Regions from separate parts of the Mus musculus genome. Here region 2 is linked to region 1. Evidence: chromatin contacts called from public Hi-C data. All regions are on one chromosome and are shown on one strand. The core of a region is the stretch at or near the end of the contact, and the rest is flanking DNA. Distances in the headings are between cores, read along the strand shown.

The links. Hi-C and Micro-C count contacts between places; a contact is called where the count stands out from the background.
Region 2: a contact with region 1 is called in a Hi-C map of CD8 T cells, with 6 times the contacts expected there. The contact joins the promoter of Otos here to the promoter of Sh3bp4 in region 1. A contact is called at or near these places in 2 of 484 Hi-C or Micro-C datasets (CD4 T cells and CD8 T cells).

The regions. Positions count from the first base shown.
Region 1 is chr1:89,066,900-89,072,883 of GRCm38.p6, forward strand. It overlaps Sh3bp4 (SH3-domain binding protein 4), which reads left to right and starts at 3,516. Exons shown (of 6, transcript NM_133816.3): 1 at 3,516-3,698.
Region 2 is chr1:92,645,335-92,651,318 of GRCm38.p6, forward strand. It overlaps Otos (otospiralin), which reads right to left and starts at 3,507. Exons shown (of 5, transcript NM_153114.2): 1 at 3,417-3,507; 2 at 350-542; 3 at 1-92. The coding sequence starts at 57.

The DNA.
Region 1 (5,984 bases), core at 2,266-4,765:
TTTTAAACATTTATTTGTTTATTTATTTATATTTATTTATTTATTTATTTTTGGTTTTTTGAGACAGGGTTTCTCTGTATAGCTCTGGCTGTCCTGGAACTCACTTTGTAGACCAGGCTGGCTTTGAACTCAGAAGTCCGCCTGCCTCTGCCTCCCGAGTACTGGGATTAAAGGCGTGCTCCACTAAGCCCGGCTATTTGTTTATTTATTGAGAGAGGGTTGTGTTCATGTCACGGCCTGGGTACAGAGGTCAGAGGGCAATTCCTTATGTGAAGATCTATAAGTATATATACCAAATTCATTCATATATACATGTACAAGGTCTTAGCTTATAATAAGCCTCCAGACAGACAAGTAGACCACCTTTACCATGAGATGTCCAGAAAGGGTTAGGATCAATGTTTACATTTGTACCACTTTTCTCTAATATTTTTTGCTTTTCTGTGTGTTTTGAGACAAGGCCTCATGGATCCCAGGCTGACCTAGAGCCCAATCTGTAAGAGAAGCTGTCCTTGACCCTCCTGTCTTTATCTTCCAATGGACAGACCTATAGGTGTGTGACACTGTGCCTAGCTCTTGGAATTCTTTAATCCACCAGATCACCAAGCACCGTTCTTTTGCTGAAAACCCCAAGTGACTGACTGGGTTATTGCCATCCCATTTGCACCAGGAATGCTCGCTGAATACTTGAACGCGGTGACTGCTTGGGGTGGCTCATTTTCTCCTTTCTCCTGACTTAGCAAACTTTACAAAAGAGCAAGCCATAAAAACTGGTGGAACCACAAAGCATCGGTTCGTCAGGAAGCATATCTAGAGACCTCGTTCCTTCCAGAACACTCAGAGAATGCTTCACAGATGACTTAACATAAACACAGTGTTCTCCCCCCCAACGCCCCCCCCCCAGTTTAGTTCTTCCAAAGTCAGATCCAACTCATGGCATCCTTTTTCTCTACCTTATTTTGCTTCAAGATCCTGAATTCTATCCACTCCTCGCTCAGGAAGCAAGCTGGCTTGAAGACTATACGGTATTCTATGTCCAGGTGGACAGGGGAGCCCATGCCCTCTGCTCCCCCAGGCAAAGCATCATGTTATAGTCTGGATTTCTGCCCAGCTCCATACTTTGATGTGTCTCTGACCTTTGTTTCCAGTCACCAAGCATCACCTAGGCCACACTTGGGCTTTCTCATCTTCTTGTTCCTTTGTGAGCATTTTGCTCAGTGCAGCTAAGGAGTCTTTCATGTGCGGGGCCATTTGCAGTGTTTGGGGGACTCATTTTTTTTATACCTTTGATCATTTATAACTCGCTTGTCTTTTTCAATGCTTTATAAGCAGTTCTTCTTTTGAGACAGATTCAGTATAGCAGTAGATCTAAGTTGTCTTTGAATTCATAATCCTCCTGCCTCATTTTAGCAAGTACTAGGATTAAGGTATATGACACCTAACCCAACAGGTCTTTGTTTTTTAAAAGATTTATTTTCATTTTGTGTAAATGAATGTTTGCTTGAATATATGTCTGTGTGCCACTGGTACGCCTGGTGCCGTGAAGGGCAAGGGAAAGTGTCAGATGCCCTGGAACTCCAGTTAGAGATGGTTGTGGGAGCTAGGAACCGAAGCGTGGCCCTCTGGAAGAGCAACCAGTGCTTAACCTCTGATCCATCTTTCCATTCTCCAAGACAGGGTCTCACACATCCCAGGCTGATCTTGAATTCACTATGTAGGGGAGTATGACCTTCAACTTTTGATCCTTCTGCATCCACCTTCCTTGAATCCCCCTTGAATCTCTTGAGTGTGGGCTTGAGTGACTACATCCCCATTTCTTGGCGCTGAGGATGGGACCCATGGCTTTGTGCATGTTTGGCAAGCACTCTACCAACTCTAGCTATAACCCCAGCCCACGTTCATGCATATTCTCCCTCTCCCTCTTTCTGACATGGTTTAGACAGGAGACATTCGGAGTCACGGCAGTACAAATAGCTAATATTTAGTGATGGCTACTTTGTGCTAGGCATTCTGCTGAGGCTTATGCTCTGTATTTAATTTTCATACTCAGAGGCAAGTGACTCACACAGAGGCCTAGAGATCCCAGCACAGCAGGCTGGCTCCTGACACGCCCTCCAGTCTGGATGCTTTTGTCTCCTCCACCCCCACCCCCTCCAACCATGTAAGTCACTTGCACCTTCAGGAGACTGCTTCTTTTAAGGTCGACAGCTACACTTAAGGAGTAATTGTACTCGTTTCCATGTTCTAAGAGAATATGAAATTCTACCCTCTTAGCCTTAGGTTGACCAGTATGTCTACCTGACTCCACTAGGACTACATCTAGAGCGGGGTGGGGGTGGGGGTGGGGGAAGGCGGGCAGCCCGAGTGCAAGGGTGGAGTGGAAGGGGAGCATAAAGAACACGGGAGATAGAAAACTGGCTAGTATTCCGACTCTGAAGCCCTCTCCCATGTGATCTTGCCGAATATGATAATCTGTGTTAACGTCTGAAGTCACTTAGAAAATATAAATGGTATCTGTCGCCAGCGATGATAGTGAAGATGGACTCAGTGGGCTGCTGGATTTGGATCTGTGGCAACATTGAAGACATGATTGCCACTGGTTCCAAGTGGAAGCCTTCATTCCCTGGCCTCACCACCACAGCAGTCAAAGGCTGGTTCGACCTCACTGAGGCAATCAACCCCTACAGGCCTCTGTCTACTCCCGTGAGAGATGACTCATGAGCTTGGGCTTTTGCTCCGCTGCCTCGCAGTGTGTTCATTCACTGAGCTCGCATCGAGCGTCTACTTCTGTATGTGAGTCTGGGCAGAGGAAGTGTAACTATGCTGACATGTATTCAGTTGCAATCTGCCTCGCAGGCAGCTCTCCTCCACTTGTAGTTGTTCCCTAAGCTGAGTTTTGTTTGTTTTTTCTCGGTTTTACTGCTTAACCACTCCCGGGGGATCAGAGGCTTCCCCAAAACAGAGCACCGGAGGTCTCCATCATCTTTGCTCATTTCTGGGTCCAGGGGTAAAGATCCCGAGGCCCTAACCCCACTCTCTTAACTGGCGCTGTTAAGGAAGGAGACAAGGAGTGTTGGCGGGAATCGCGCCGGAGCACTGGAGGCGCCAGTAAGCCAAGCCGCTTCTTTAAGTAAATCAGCGGCTCAGTCGGCCCCGCCCCTCCGGGACATCCCGCCCCCTTCATCCAGGCCCCGCCTTTACTAAGAACTGCCCTCCCCCAGCTCGAGGCACAGCCCCTACTTGCTCCAACCTCATATTGACCACGCTCATTTGAGCACACCCCGCCCACTTTTGCCCCAGTATCGTCTAGGCCCCGCCTCTCCGACAAAGACTCCGCCTTGAGAGTGCGATTCCGCCCCCGGTCCCTACGCCCCAGCCTGAGCTTGACCCGCCTCTTCCTCGCTCCGCCCCCAGCTTTGGCCCCGCCCCTCCCGCGGTCTCTGCTTGCGCTCCGCCCTCCTGGAGCCCGCTGTTTGCGCCCCGGCCCCGCCCGCGCTCGCGCCCCGCCCCGGCCCAGACCACCTCTGCGCCCGCTGGCGGGGGCCGAGCGCTCTGGGCTGTCGCGGCGTCTGGGCACCTCACCACCTCTGCTGCCTCGATCGCTGAGGCCGCGGTACCGGGAGTCGCGCGCGCCCCCGGCCGGGTGAGCCCCACAGGACAAGAGAACCGCAGGACCCGTGGGGCGCCATGCGAGCCAGGTAGGAGCCTAGGGTCGGACGGCGCACCCTATCCCCGCGCGCGCTGTGGCTTTGGGCAGCATCCCGGGCTCTGGGGCGCGGCTAGCCTGGAGCAGCTCCGAGCCCCTTGAGCTCCCGGTTCCCTGCCCTCTGTGGTCACAGCCCGACCTGGGCTGCGGATCGTGGTCGCTAGGGCCCGGGGCGCGGGGAGGGCGGAGGGGGTCGCGGCGCCACCCGCGCGGTTCTGAGAAGGAGCGAAGAGAGCGCGGCTTTGGGTTAAACTTGGTGACAATGCACATTTCAACTTCTTCGGAGAGCCCTCCTGGAGGATGAAATTGAAAACTCCAGTTTCTGTCTTGGTGATCGAGTGACCGCGCAGCCCCGAGGTGACAGCGCTGGGGTGTGCGGGTGGGAGCGGTTAGGATAGAGGAGCGTTGTTCTGCAAGTGCTGTTTACCGTGAAGCCGCCCTGCGCCGCCCAGTGTGTCTTGTTAGAGGGTTTGGGGGCCAGGAGGCTCCCAGCTGGGATCTGGCGTTGTAGTATGCAGGTTTGGGGGGCTTAGCGGTGCGGACTGTGGGGCTGGCTGGCGCTGGCCCTTCCCGGGTGTGGGGCGCCTGCAGATGCCGCGCGGGAGGAGTGGCGGAGAGCTGGCTGGCCGCTCTGCGTGCGCAGAAGGTTGTGGAGCCTCGTGGAGCTATGAGATTTGAAAGGGAATACCATGCTGGGCTTTATTCGTGTTTATTCTTCCCTTGTTAGTGCATCAGATTGGTGTTCTGTGATTTAGCAGCAGAAATAAAGTTCGTATAACTTTTGCTCTGATTATAAAAGCAATGAGTGTCCAGAGCGGAAATAAACACGAGATCTACGCCGATCCCACATTCGTTGGGGGTGGGGGGTGGGGATGTCGCAGCCTTGTAGATTTAATCATTGAATTATACCTGGCGCCTTCTTGCCTAACCTCAAGAAAACCCTTGCTTGAAACCCTTGATTGTCTCGTGCCCAAAGTTTGGAATTTTTGACCTGCCTTACCACAAAGGCTGTTTCTGATAGTTATGAGTACCCTTTTGATGTACTGGGGTTTCCCATGAGATGGTGGGTACAGATGGAGAGAATGGTGGTGGGAGGGCCGAAACCTCAGCCCAGTCCGTGGTTTTGGTACCGAGCCTTGTAAAAATGACAGTAATGATTCTCAATCTGCTTCCTGGGCCAACCATAAAAATTAATGGGTGGTTTGCAGAGCGTTTTTGGCATCCTTAGATGGACAGCGGCTGTATTTCAATGTGCTGGGGAGCATTTAGCTGTTACACAGTGTCATCTAGGTAGCTAGGTAAAACAAGCTACCTAGAGCTTCGCTACCCTGCCCAGGAAGCAAGATCTAGGCAGGCCCTAGGGATCCCAGAGCACACTCCTATTCTCCTGTTGGTGCTGGCTAAGTCCTTCAAAGTGAGAGGCTTGGAAGTAACTGGTCTTCTCAAGGATCCTTTCTGCAGCATCTTTTGGACTTGGGGGAGGGGGTTGTCCCAAAGTCAGGGGGCATTGGTGCCTGGTATATGCAAAGCTGTAGAATGTCCTGTAAATGCCTGCCCAGGTCACCCTCCAAGAGAGAACAGTTGGTCCTGGGAGGACACATGAAGTGAACAACCTGGTTTCCCAGCAATTTGTTTTATGTCTCACGTGTTTACCGACTGAACAATGACCGGCTCGGAGGCTGGCTGCAGAAATGCCAGCAAGGCCTCTGTGGACTTTCCTTTTTTTCCTGTTGTCCCCAGGTCCTGGCACCAGGCTTTAATGTTCTTACAGAACAATTAATAGGGACCCAGACCGAGAGGTGAGGCACAGGCTGCCTTTTGTCCTCACCCTGTCTCCCGGCAGGAGCTGGGCTGGACGATTTTCTTCGCGTTACTGGTGACCCTTTGATAGTTTCGGTTTTTTAATTGTTATCCCCACCAGCACTTTGATAAGGCCTGAGTCTAGTTGCAGATGTGAGCTCAGACAGGGCCTTGGAAGGGCCTGAAAGCTGGCTGGATACATTGTTGATGAGGCACCCTTCACTCTGGTTGTTGATCACACGGAAGTTGTGTTGCTAATTTTTTGGTTAGAGGTAGAAAGGGCTGGGGGTGGGAGGGGTCTTCCTAGTATTTCTCCTTTGCTGTTTGCTAATCCAGCAGCAGGCTGGAATTATTCCCCTTCCGGCTGTTTGCATAGACTTTCTTTCTATTCTAATGTTGATTTTAATCTGATAATGAGATGGGAGAATGAATGATGAATGGGGTTTACACCCTCGATTCGATTTCTGGGAGGCCTCTT
Region 2 (5,984 bases), core at 2,257-4,756, 3.6 Mb after region 1:
TGCAGGAATCCCCAGCAGCATGCCAAGGGCCAGCCACCACAGCACACAGGCCTGCATCCTTACCAAGGGCAATTCAGTTCACTGAGGACCACCTGCAGCAGGAGGAAGGCAAGGATGATGACGATGCCCACTAGGATGAGCCCATCCTGCCACCCCGCCGTGGACCACCCTTAGGAATGCTAGACTTTTCATAAGTGCTTCTGTTTCTGTTTTTCTCAGCCATTATTCTGAGGTGAGAGCTTATCAATTTTGACTGTTTAAGAGATGTCTCTCCCGTTCCCACCCCCATCACAAACACCAGATCCACCCTGTCTGTTAAGAGAGCAGTCCAAACCCTCCCAGAGGGTACCTTGTTTGCTGGTCTGTTCAGTGCAATCTGCAGCCTTGTGGGGCCACTGCCAATGTTCCGGCTACTCTTTATAGTAGGGCTGGGACAAGGAAGGAAGCGTCACCTTCCTGAGCCATCAAACTGAATATTTCATTCCCCAGCAGAGGACTGTAGGTCTCTGTTTCTCTGCTGGCAGGAGGGCCTGTGGGAGCAGCTGGGGGCATCAGACAACAGATCAAATCTGCCATAAACTTTCAAAGCTGAGTCCAGCATACGTCCATCTAATGCCCCTCCTTCTACATCTGATCCAGGGGCTGCTGAAATTCCCCTGCTGTGCTACAGGACCCTGTGATCCCGTGGCCTCTGTAAGCCTGCAGACACTCCTTCACCCAGGACACTACACTGGTAGAGCAGCCATAGAGAGGAAGTGTGAGCCAAGCTGGACCCCTCCCTCAGATCAGAGCTTTCCTCCAAGTCTCTAATAGAGAAGGCCAGAGGATAAGTAGCAGTAAACACCAGGGCCTTAAGCTCAGACCTCTGTGGTTATCCCTTGATAGAACCTGTGCCCACCTGTCAGAGGAAGTGTAGCCCCATGGACCCGCCCCTGGGTCTCAACACCCTGTTGGTGCAGAGCCTAAGTCCAGGTTGATGATCTCCATTGTGCCCTGTGAGGTCCCAGCACCCTGCTGGATACAGGCCCGAGGTCCAGGGTAAGAGTCTCCATTGTTTCTCAATCCCCCCAGAACTCTCAAAGATTCTGGTACCCTGTTCTGAAGTTGTGTGGCCCAGGGTCCCTTCAAGTCCCCTTCCTTCTCCAGGTAACAGCCTAAATCTAACCAGAGACCCAGAGCTGGCGTATGATCCAGTAGCATTGAGGTGCAGCCATGGAGGAGAAAGCCTCTGGCTTTCATTTCCAACCCCCTGGCCCCTGTGCTACAAGAGGTGTGGTGCTTTAGGGCAGCTGTGCCAGGGTCCTTGAACCACCTCCAGTTATAGGATTCATGAGGACATACGACCCTGGTTTACAGCACAGCCGTGCTCACAGCCCTGATTTATAGCACAGACCAAGAGGATCTGGCGAAGAGAAAGGCTCTAGTCAGAGCACAAAGGAGCAGACACCCTGAGCCTGCGCATCTGGCCATAGAGGGCTGCCAGGGTGAGGCAATCAACTGTCCACCTGATGAGCCCCTATCTGAAGGCTACCATGGAAAGACACCTGTGGAAGAAGCACGGCATGAAAGAAACCATGCAGACTGGTTTGAGACTGCTTACCTAATATAAGAATTTGCCAACCAGCAGCCGTGAGCCCGGGAGAGGAAACTATGGGTATTCATTTGCTTTCTCCTCCCTTTGTGGGTGTGTACTTTCCTTCATTTATTATTTTATGTAAGAAAGCTTTAAATAAAAACAGCCCCACCATCAGCAACTCTCTGTTACTTACCCTGGCTTATAGTGGTCAGTTGATCTCCCAGGTCCTGATCTCCCAGGTCCTCCAAACCTCCTGGGACACACGTTCTTTCCTGCACCACATCTCCACCCCTACACACTTCCTCTCTGCCTGGATCCTTCAGACACCTTATCTCATTGGCCTGGACAGAGACACCCCCTGCCCCCGCCCACCCAGAACACATCTCCTTTGCACCTCACCCATCTGTCTCCCTGTTCTCCTGCAGACCACTCTGCCTTCAAGAGGGACCATTAAAATGGCTGAACAGGTAGAAGTGCTTGCTGCTAAACCGAGTTCGATCCCCACATCTCACATGCTGGAAGGAGAGAACGAACTCCCACAAGTTGTTCTCTGACCTACACATACACACCTGGAACACACTGCAAACACATACACAATAAGTAAATGTCATTTTTTTTAATGGTAAATGCCTTCCCCAGGGCCCTTGCATTCCTACATTTGATGGGAATCCCAAAACACTGGATTCCATCCTTTAATAATTGCTAGGATTCCTTCTAAAATTCAATGCTTGAGGGCAGGGAAGAGTTCGAATTCTCAAAAGCTCCCAAAGGTCGGGCCCAGGAACAATACCATATAGGATGGGCAAACTTGAAACCTGCCCAGTGACTGCTCAGAAGCCTGCATGATATCCAGTGCATAATATCCCGCCCCACACAGAAACTCGGAGGGAACCTCCAAGGTCTTAACAGTCTGTCTGCTTGGATTCAAGAGATGCTTAGATGTATAAGGCCACTCTGCTGGACAGAGGCCCCTTGTTATCTCCCGTGGCAGTCAGCTTGAAAAGGACCCTGTGGTAACGAACGCCAGGATTGGGAATGAGTCAGAGGTATCTGGCGCCCCCTGCTGTCCATCCATGGACACCACATCTGACTAATAATTACTCCTTGAGCCTCGCAGATGCCCCTGCCTGTACTCTGAAATGCTAGCGCAACCCAAATTCATTCTCCTAGAAGGCAGAGCCCAGAGTAGCTTACCATCATCCATTGAGCTGTCCCAACATGGACACAGGCAGGTGCTCATAATTTAAAGTCTCAAGGCCACAGTTCATCGTGCCAGTGTGTTTTCCTGCATTCTTCTCTGCCACGGAATGGTCCGCCTGTGTTTTGCACTGTTCATACATCCCCGAGCCCCGCAAAGCCTCGGAAGTGGCTTATAACTGATCCTAGAGTCACTTCCTGTTTCCTGGACCGTGGCCAGCATAAGTACTGGGGTGTAGGGGGTGATGGCTCACAGTCTGCCTTCTCCTCACATCTCCCAGACTGACATCTGCCCTAAGTCCTCCGTCCCAGATGGCAGCATTGCCCTCCCGCTTGTGCCTGCAGAGTACCCGGGTGTCCCAGGGACTGAGCAGTACCTCACTGACAGGGCTGGAGTCTTCTGGCTGGATTCAAACCCAAGGAGAGTGGCGTCATGTGACCACACAGAGCTGGGATTCAGAGGTTCTAGAAGTCATGCTGCCCCTTGTCCCTCTAAACATGCCCTGGTAGACACATTTCCTTTGGGAAGTGCCATCCCTGCTCCTACAAAGGAGGGGGGCGCAGACTTCTAATGTCACCCATGTTTGTCCTCAAACACACACATCCCTATCGGACTTTTAAAGAGCTTAACTAAACATGTTACCTTGGACATGAAAAGGGAGAATTCTGGGAGCGTGTTGAGCTGACTTGGCAAAGCCTGTCAAGGTGGAAGTCCCTCCACGCCACCACAGCTGATGCGGGTGTGGCAGCTTTAACAGGAAATCTAGAAGGGCCTGGGGTGAGACAGCCGGTCCCAGGCTGCTTGGAGAACAGGCTCAGAGCTTGGAGTGGAATGTTTCTGAGATGGCCTCCAGGGGGCGCCATGCTCACAGGCTCCTGTGCAGCTGGCCCACAGGACAGGGTTTGTGTTCTGGAATAATCAAAGTCTCCTTCCATGTCATAAGACTGACCGCATACGGATCTGAAGCTGAAATGTGAAAGCATGTGATCACCTTCTTTTAAAATACCTCGTTCTTTTCCTGAACTGACCATAGACTCTCTGAAAAGGTCCCAGGTCAACCCCGGCGAGTACCCCTTCAGAAACCACGAAGAATTGACCTGGATTGGGATGAGATGGGGTTGGGGGGTCCTAGGGACTCCAGTGTGGCTGAAAGAAATACAGGACGCATGGTTACATTTGAATTTCAAGCGACCAGCTTTTCTAGCGGAAGTTTCATGTCTCAAACATCTCCAGGGATCTGTCCCCCAACCCACCCACCCCCAAATATTCACTTTAGGTGAAACACTCATCTTCCCAACACCATATGCACACACAGGTGTGTACACACTTACAATGTGCACAGACAAGCAGGTGTCTATTGCTGTCATCCCATAGAGTATGGGAAGAGGCGGGCTGCTTTGGAGGCTGAGCCTGGGATCAGAAGGCAGGAGCAAGATAGGTGTGGCGCTACCTGAGGCCACCATCTGGAATCAATACTGCACCCCCAATACGCACAGAGAGCATCTGGGTTCCTGGGGGCTAATGGATCCAGAAACCAGCCCAGGCAGAACTGAAAGATCTTGCTGAGGCCAAGGATCCAGGGATTGCTATAGGCCCTGCCCTGACTGCAGGAAGCTCCACTGGTGGCTTCTCGGTGACATAAAGGGTTAACTGAACCACTGAGCCAGGCATCTCACTGGGAAGTTGCCTGGTTCACCACAGCTGCCTCCCTGAGAGGTGGAGTACATACCCTTCCCAGCAAGGAATATTTAGCTTGTGGTCATTTGCGACCCCCAACAGAAGGATGGGTCTCACATGGCCCATGGTTTTTTGTTTGTTTGTTTGTTTGTTTTTTCTCACAGGATTCTTTGTCATCTGCATTTCTCTGCATCATGGGAAAAGATTCCCAGGAACCCAGGAAGGGCTGGTGTTGACCCTGGGCTGTGAAGGATGTCATCTGAGCTTTTCCCACAAGGGCTTCACCACGTCGGACATGCTGACACAAGCCGAAGGATCTGCCTTGGACTCCAGTCAGGGGACAGGATACCAGAGACACAGGTCAGCAGCAACAGGAGTGACATCAATCCAGTGCCATACAGGCCCATTTACTTAGAAGAAGCCCTTGGGCAGACGTGACTCTCTCACCTCAGACCACTGCAGAGTTCTGATCTCTGCTCGCCGTAACACAGCCTTTCCCCCAGTTCCTTTGAACTGAAAGTGACTTGTCTGTCATGTTTCTAATACCACAGGGAGGGTTAAATGTTATGTCTCTAGGACTTGATATCGTAGGCTACAGAGCTCCCAGAACCAGCCAGGCCCTGTGGCATGGGCTAGAGGGGTGCAGGGAAGGACCCGCTAGCTCAGTTTCCAGCCTAGGAGGAACGTAAATGGGTTATCCTGTTTCTGGGAGAATGTTTTTCTGTCAGCAGAGGTGGTGTGGATGATGGGTTATCACCCAGTTCGAGTGCCCCGAACACCAGTTTCTGGACTGCAATTCATTGCCTTTCTCGCATGCATGCCTGGCTGGTTTTGTGTCAACTTGATATAAGCTAGGGTCATCAGAGAGAAAGGAGCCTCAGTTGAGGAAATGCCTCTAAGACATCCAGCTGTAGAGCATTTTCTTAATTAGTGACTGATAGAGGAAGGCCAGCCCATTGTGGGTGGGGTCATTCCTGGGCTGGTGGTCCTAGGTTCTATGAGAATGCAGGTTGAGCAAGCTAGTAAGCAGCATCCCTTCATGGCCTCTCAATCAGCTCCTGCCCCCAGGTTCCTGCCCTGCTCCAGTTCCTGTCCTGACTTCTCTCAGTGAAGGACTACAACCTGGAAGTGTAAACCAAATGAACTCTTTCCTCCCCAACTTGCTTGTGGTCATAGTTTTGTTGCAGCAATAGAAACCCGGACTAAGACACCTGGTTACCTCTCCAGGGTCACAGTATGGACCCTTTCCGGGTGCTGAGTGTTCCTGGTTCAGGACCTCAGTTTTTAACCAAAGCCACACCTAGCCATGCCTGCTCTCAGGTGGGATTTTCTTTGTGGTTGCCTTCAGAAAGGGCACTTGATTGAGGCACATTTCCCTTTCTTTGTCCCCCTTGGAGGAAGGGCTGCTAGGCCCAGAATGTGACTGTCTGGAGGAGGGACACAAATGCATCTGACTACAGAACAAGGAGTGGGTAGCCAGCACTACCAGACTGCAGGCTCAGCCCTTTGTGGTCCCCACCTGGTGAAACAGAC